Regions from separate parts of the Pan troglodytes genome. Here region 1 is linked to region 2. A link is a contact called in public capture Hi-C data. All regions are on one chromosome and are shown on one strand. The core of a region is the stretch at or near the end of the contact, and the rest is flanking DNA. Distances in the headings are between cores, read along the strand shown. Region 1 has its middle 13 kb from the start of ERICH6B. Region 2 overlaps LCP1 (lymphocyte cytosolic protein 1).

Region 1 (3,341 bases), core at 308-2,807, 490 kb before region 2:
TTAAAACCTGGTAAAGAGGAAGCAGTGAAAAGCAATAGAATCGAAGGGGACAAACAGAAGGATACCAAATAGAGTTACTCCTTGGAGCTCAGAGAAATTTTTCCACAGGCAGCACTCCCACCCTGAGTTCCTGGGTGCACTTTGAGCTAGGTCTGGTGTCTGCCTACCCCTGAATCAAGAGGGAAGTGAGCTCACCTCACTTCTCTTCCTGCCTTCTGTTGCTCCTTCATTCCCAAAGCCAGGCTTTCTCTCCTCTTCAGCCACTGGCCTCGAAATGACTCATTCAAAGGCCAATTCCTTAGGTTGCTGGTAGTAATAAGAGACCCCAGAGCCTAACAGAAGTTTCCAGAGATAACATCTATTGCTTTCTAGCATCTGCCTGTTACACTGTGGAGCCAAATGAGGTTAGGCTGATAGCAATTTGTTTTTCACAAAACCAAGCTGATGGCTTCTCTTTACCTCATATTGTTCCAATGACTGCAAACAGACTTGGGGAAAATCCATTTTAACATCGGTCCAGATATTACAGTTTCGCAGAATACTCTAAAGTTGCCAGGGGCACCTTTTTTCTTTACAAAGCAGGGTACTACCTTTATCTTCTTTTAGAGCCCAGGCACAGGGATGGGACAGGGGGCTTGCTTTAACCCTTATCAGGGTCTTACTCGTACTAGGTTCTGTGCATCATGTCCTGCTTAGTGGTAAGGCTTCTCAATTCTTAGTCTCATTTGGATTTCCATCTTCTCATTTTAAGAGTGAATGGCTCTGACAATTGAAACTCAGATAACTTTTTTCCAAAGAACAACAGGGGCAAACTAGTTTTTGAAAATCCTGCCTTTTTATATATTGATAGTCAGTGTTTCCTCCCCCAGGGCAGTGCTTCCTTTGGTCCTTCTGTAATTGAAGAATGAAAGAACACCCTCCAGGATGAATAGTTCCCTTATGTGTCTTCAAGCTCTTTGCCTCATCCAGCCATAAGAAGTTGTACCCCAGGGTAACAGAGGCTAGGGATTATCTACAGGCCCAGAAATATAAGAAGAACAAAGAGGTCAGCACATTGCTATCTTGGCTTTACTGTACAGAGCCCTTAACCACATTTGAGAGTGTCATAAGAAAAAAAATAATCCCTGAATAGTTAAAAAGAAAAAAAAAGAGAAAGAAATCAAACACCATGTGGATCTCTCTCTTTGGTTGTACAGCAGATCTAATTCTGCTGTACATGGTGGCTCATATAGAAGTTTTTTTTCCCTCTTGTGTTATATCCTGCCTAGAAAATTTAAATCTCTTAATAAGCTAAAGGGTAAAGAGGTGTGCTTCAAGTTCCTTTACCTTATTTTTAGCAGGGTGATCAGCTTGCATTTGTGACACTCACAAGCTGTATGTGCCTTTGTAGGGAGCCAAGCACAATATGTTCCTTGTGGATTGGAGGGACTGAGCTTCAGTCAAGCACCCCACTGTGGGGGTCACTGACTGAGTCCCTTGAACAAGGCAGATAAATGCCAACCACAAGAACACTGCTTCTCTGGAAGCAGACTCGTGGGATGTCTGGTCTGAAGCAAGCTCAGCTGCTGTCCCAGCCCAAGAGCCCTCTGCTACCACCCTGGATGGACCAAGCCCCTTCTTAGACATAGATGACCCCATAGCTGCCAAGGAAAATCCTGAGCTGTCCCAATGCTGGTGGCAATTGGTAGCAAGACTTCTTCACAGTTCTTCCTGGATCCCGTTGGAGAATCTCCCTGGAAACTGATGGAAGGAACCTCTTATGGTGCACTTATTTGCCGCAGGGTTTCTTGTTCTCTGCTCATATAGTGATTTGGGGTAGAGGTAAACTTTGTATCATCAGCATTTAAGGATGATCAGATTTAACTGTATCCAGGGATTGAAAGAATTTTTCAAAGCTTTTCTCCCCTGGCCACACTGAGCAAAGAGAACATTGTCTTTTAGGAATCAAGAAACATTTTGCATCTCAAGGCAAAGTTTTGCTGTAATAAAAAGATGATATGAGCTGCCAGTTAGCTCAGGCTGCTTTTGGATGTAAGGTCTGTGAGGCATAAGCAGAGTGCTGCTAAATTGAGGGCAGGTTCATTGCAGGGTGTGAGCATGGATCTGAGGGCAGTGTTCTCAAGGCAGGGATAAACGGAAGGCTCCGTGGAATCTGGCCGCTCCATTTGTCTACACTCTCACTTGGTTCAGCCAGGCGGATGATGAGCCACAGTGTAAAATAAAGAGACTTTGAATTATTATCTCAAAATGTGAACAGTTTCTATAACCTGTTCTAGGGGATGATGAACTCATCAAGGGAAGAAAGTTGCCTGGCTCCAAGAGAGCAGAACTGTGATTGGATACCTGCGTTCCAGTGATTATAGTTCCTTTTGATCAGTTGGGATTGGGAGCGAAGGTCAGAGTGGGTATTTTAGTAGATATATGAGAGTGGATTTTGGATATAAATTATGCAACACTGGAAGTTCAACACAGATACAAACTGAGCAGCTCCTTCTTGGTGTTTGGGGATTTATGACTGATTCGTGGTCTGCTTATGAATGGGAATAAGTCGCCCTTCAGTTATGAAAGTATTTTTCACGTTAGGATGCTCATAATTAATTAGGGGTTCATGTGGTGGGGTCAGGATGGGAATGCTTCGTGTTTTGACCCCCTAAAGCTGTGTTCCTGCCAACAAAGCCTCAGTGATAGATTTCTTTCATAGTTCACAAAGGAATTATTAGCTCTTGTCTCTGAGTACCGCAGGAAGCACTTTTATGGCTCCATTTAAGTCAGAGCTTGTTCAGGTTATGGTTGGGAAGCTGATTTTTCCTAAGACAAATCATACAGTATATTTTGTTTCAATCCGAGATTTAACATTGAGACTCCTGGGTAATGCTTTTGTTTTCTAAACATTTGGGATATAATTGATTTAACTTTTCCAGTAGGAATTTAATAAGAATTCTAAACAACTCGGCCTTTACCTGGCTGAGCTAATTAAATGAAGGGAAACTAGAAGCTATGTACCAGCCAGGAATTATTTACCACTTGGTTTACTAACCTGTGTCCCTTTCAGATGACAGCCTGGTGGCTAAAGCTGTGACTTGAGTTCTTTCTGAAGCAGCAGAAGCCCCAGGAGCCAAGGTCATTATTTTTGCATGAGGTATTTATTGCTAAACATAAATAGTGAGAGGGCTGGGTTCTTGGGCAAGTCAAGACTTTATTTTGAGCCACAGAGGGTGGCTCCCCATATCTCATTGAAAAGATGACAGCTTAAGTCAATGAAAGACTGGTTGAAACCAGTACAGAGGACTATCTATGAAGACCTGTTTTCTGTTCCAAGCCTGTTAAGATCCGAGGCAATC
Region 2 (3,119 bases), core at 365-2,864:
CACATGGAAATGTCCGGTGCATTAAGCCTCAGTCTGAAATAGGCTGATCTAAGGCAGGCTAAGAGTTTACCCAGTCTTTACAGTGGAGATCACAACTGTGCTCCCAGGGACAGACTAGGGCTGTGTGTGTGTGTGTGTGTGTGTGTGTGTGTGTGTGTGTGTGTGTGTGTGAATGTGAGTCTAGGTGAACAAAATCACTAAGTTGACTGATACTTTAAAAGGTCATTTAATCCAATGCATTGCATCAGACCAACCGTAATGTCATAATTTCCAGACAGGAATCCATTCTATTCTAAATACTCCGCAGGTAGGTCTATTTCACAACTTATCTCACAATTACCTCTTTCTGTTCAGCATTTCCTACATTCAGGAAACATTTGTTTATAACTAATATAAATCAGTTTTTTAAAACTTACGAAACTCTTACTAAAAATCTAGAAATGTCCCTGGTTCTGTAGGGAACAACAGCATGAGTAAGGCCCAGTTCCTGCCCACTTCTCATTCATCACAACTGAATTCTTCCAAAAACTTTTGTTGATCCTTTACTCAGAATTAATTTTTTCCCTGAGGTCCCGTGATATTTAATTTAGAAATTTGTTATCGCATTGATCACATTCTGCTTTTTATTATGGTTTATGTGTGCATGCATGCTGGTTAACACGCTTCTTTAGACATAAAACAGAGAAGTTTGGATTGGCTAGAGCATCTGTCCCAGCTTAGGGTTTTTAATAAAATAATTTGAGGAAACTTAAGAGGATCCATGTCTGACTACCCAATGTGCTATATTTTTGCTAGAGAAGGAACTTGATAAGTACCTGTTGAATTAAAATTAACATTCTGTGCTCAAGAAGTGGGTATAATATTATCCATTGTGGCCTTATTTTTGGGGCAGAAGATTAAAACAACTTAAATATCTATTTAGAGGCCACTGGTTAAATGGAGTTTGGTATGCCTATACAGTAGAAGACCATGTACCTGTTGGAAAGATTGAAGTAGGTCTGTATGCACCAATATGAAACAGCCTCCAAGACACGGTATTAAGTAAAAAAAAAAAATGGAATAAAGAGTGATGTTTATGGTATGCTAATATTTGTTATTAAAAGGATGTGTGGGTGTGATATGTGCACAGAATATTTCTAGGACACAAAAGAAATTGTTAACAGTGGTTGCTGATTAGGAGGGGAATTTCAGTGCAGTCTAGTACAAATAGAAAGAAACAATATCTATAGCCTCTTGATATGTTGGGAACAGAGTGACCTCCTAAGTATAGAAGGTGCAGCAGTGTTTAGGCCAGGAAGGAGCTACCTCCAAGAAGAAGTTGCTGGTAAAGCCCGGACACACAGCTTAGGCACAAAAGCCCAGCTTCCTATCTGCTGTGTGGGTGGGTGGCTCCTCTGCAGGTCAAAGTGTGATCATGCCAAATCGATGGCCAGCTTCTCTGTCACAGCAGCCCAACTGAGGAAGTTGGCTGCAGCAGAACTCCTCTGCATCCCCCCAGTGCACCCCCACTTCTTCCCAAGTAAGGCCCCGCCAAGCTGGAGAGGAGATCTCGGGCACTGCTAACCCCAAAGATTCCTCCTCAACTCAGTCTAGACATTGTTTTGCACCAATCCCTAAGTCTGACTTTTGTTTATGATTGGGTTTGTTGGGGCTCAGAAAAAAACGAAACCCCAAAGTGTGGCACTTTGGTATGCAGAGTACTTTGAACTAAAGGAGACTGGAAAGCCTCCAAGGAAACCTCAGAAACAAGGTCTCCCTCTCTGATCTTCTCCTGCCTTCCTGTCTCCTCCCCTTCTTTCTCCCCTGAAGCAACTCACAGAAAGCAGAATTCCTCTTTCTTAAGGAGGGTCATAGAAACTAGAACCCCTTTCCCCCAAAGCAAGCCATAAAACCCTAGAAAAATTACTCTAACCTTCCCCTGCCTTTCTGTGTAGACAGTGACGGTAAAGAAATTCTCTGGCCTACCTTGCCTGATAGTAGGTAATAAGACCCTCGTTCCAGGGGGGTCCTGCCCTGATCCCTGGAGGAAAAAATGCTACAGACTGCAGCCAAGAAGAATCGGAACACACAGGCCTTGCTGGGCTTCCCCTTCCATTTATTAGCCTTAGATCACAGCCTTTTGCCCAATCACATTTCTGCATGGCCGTTCATTCTGCATTAAATCCAAGCATAAAAATGAACAGATTTCCTTGGATCTTTGGGTTTTCATTTCTAAAAGCTCCCATGTCATGTAAAACTTCGATGAAAGAAATTTGTTACCCTTTTCTCTTGTTACCCATCTTTTGTCATAGTATTGGCCGTGACTCTTATGATAGGTGAGGAAAGGTATCACACCTCTTCACTCCTACAAGTTCAGTGTATTTCTGAGTTTGGCTCTCAGCTTTAATTTTATTCCCTGCTTTGCCTAACGGAAATTTATTCTTCAGTTTTAAGCCAAACTATTTCTCCTCAGACTGTTTCCTGTCATAAACTCATGTCTCACCCTGCCCTTCTTTTTATCACTTGTCACATCTGTTATTTTAATTGTTTAACTTCCGTCTTTCCTAAGACAGGCATCAGCTGAGCACAGTGCCTGTTTAATTCATAGGCACATTCCTAAAACCTTGCACTATGCCTAGCACATACTAGGCACTCGAACGTCTTGGAGGAATGAATGAATGAACGATTTATAGCACACTGTTAGCAAACTTTCAAAACGAAACATCCAGAGACACCTAATATACGGAACATTTTATTTGGAAAGATTTCGAGCATCATTCTCTTTTCATTTTTTATTAAGGCAGTAACATTCTTTCTTCCTGGAGGCGGAGGGGGGAAATCATCTGAGGCTACAGTAAGTTCAATCTGAAGTCAAAACCAACCAATTTGTATTCAGAAGCAGCAAAAATATTGGTTATGGGCTGGGAGGAGCCACATGTTGGCTTTCTGAGTCCACTGCCAAGGAACAGATCCAGAGCAATGCATTTCAATTGCTTTGAAAAATGGCTAAGTTCCATTACATACCACCACTAAAGAAGATACCTCATTGATGGAGCTTTTCACCATGATAGAGGGCGTCTAGCGTTGGTTCACAACGGCCTGTTGCTTTTTAGCCTTCAGTTGGTTTAGGGGGAAATTGC

Evidence for each region. Capture Hi-C pulls out chosen DNA fragments and counts their contacts.
Region 1: a contact with region 2 is called in a capture Hi-C map of stem cell-derived neural stem cells, with 3 times the contacts expected there. The contact joins two enhancer-like sites. A contact is called at or near these places in 2 of 7 Hi-C or Micro-C datasets (induced pluripotent stem cells and stem cell-derived neural progenitor cells) and 1 of 1 other capture datasets (stem cell-derived neural stem cells).

Annotation. Positions count from the first base shown.
Region 1 is chr14:45,291,292-45,294,632 of NHGRI_mPanTro3-v2.0_pri, reverse strand. No RefSeq gene overlaps it. Among named protein-coding and RNA genes, the nearest start is that of ERICH6B, 13 kb to the left of the region's middle. Within about 2 kb of position 1,557, at least 1 of the 24 cell types and tissues checked has an H3K27ac peak or open chromatin away from gene starts, as enhancers often do. A contact at or near this core is called in stem cell-derived neural stem cells, where this site is marked.
Region 2 is chr14:44,800,811-44,803,929 of NHGRI_mPanTro3-v2.0_pri, reverse strand. It overlaps LCP1 (lymphocyte cytosolic protein 1), which reads right to left. Exons shown (of 21, transcript XM_054665285.2): 21 at 2,716-3,119. Among named protein-coding and RNA genes, the nearest start is that of CPB2, 20 kb to the left of the region's middle. Within about 2 kb of position 1,614, at least 6 of the 24 cell types and tissues checked have an H3K27ac peak or open chromatin away from gene starts, as enhancers often do. A contact at or near this core is called in stem cell-derived neural stem cells, where this site is marked.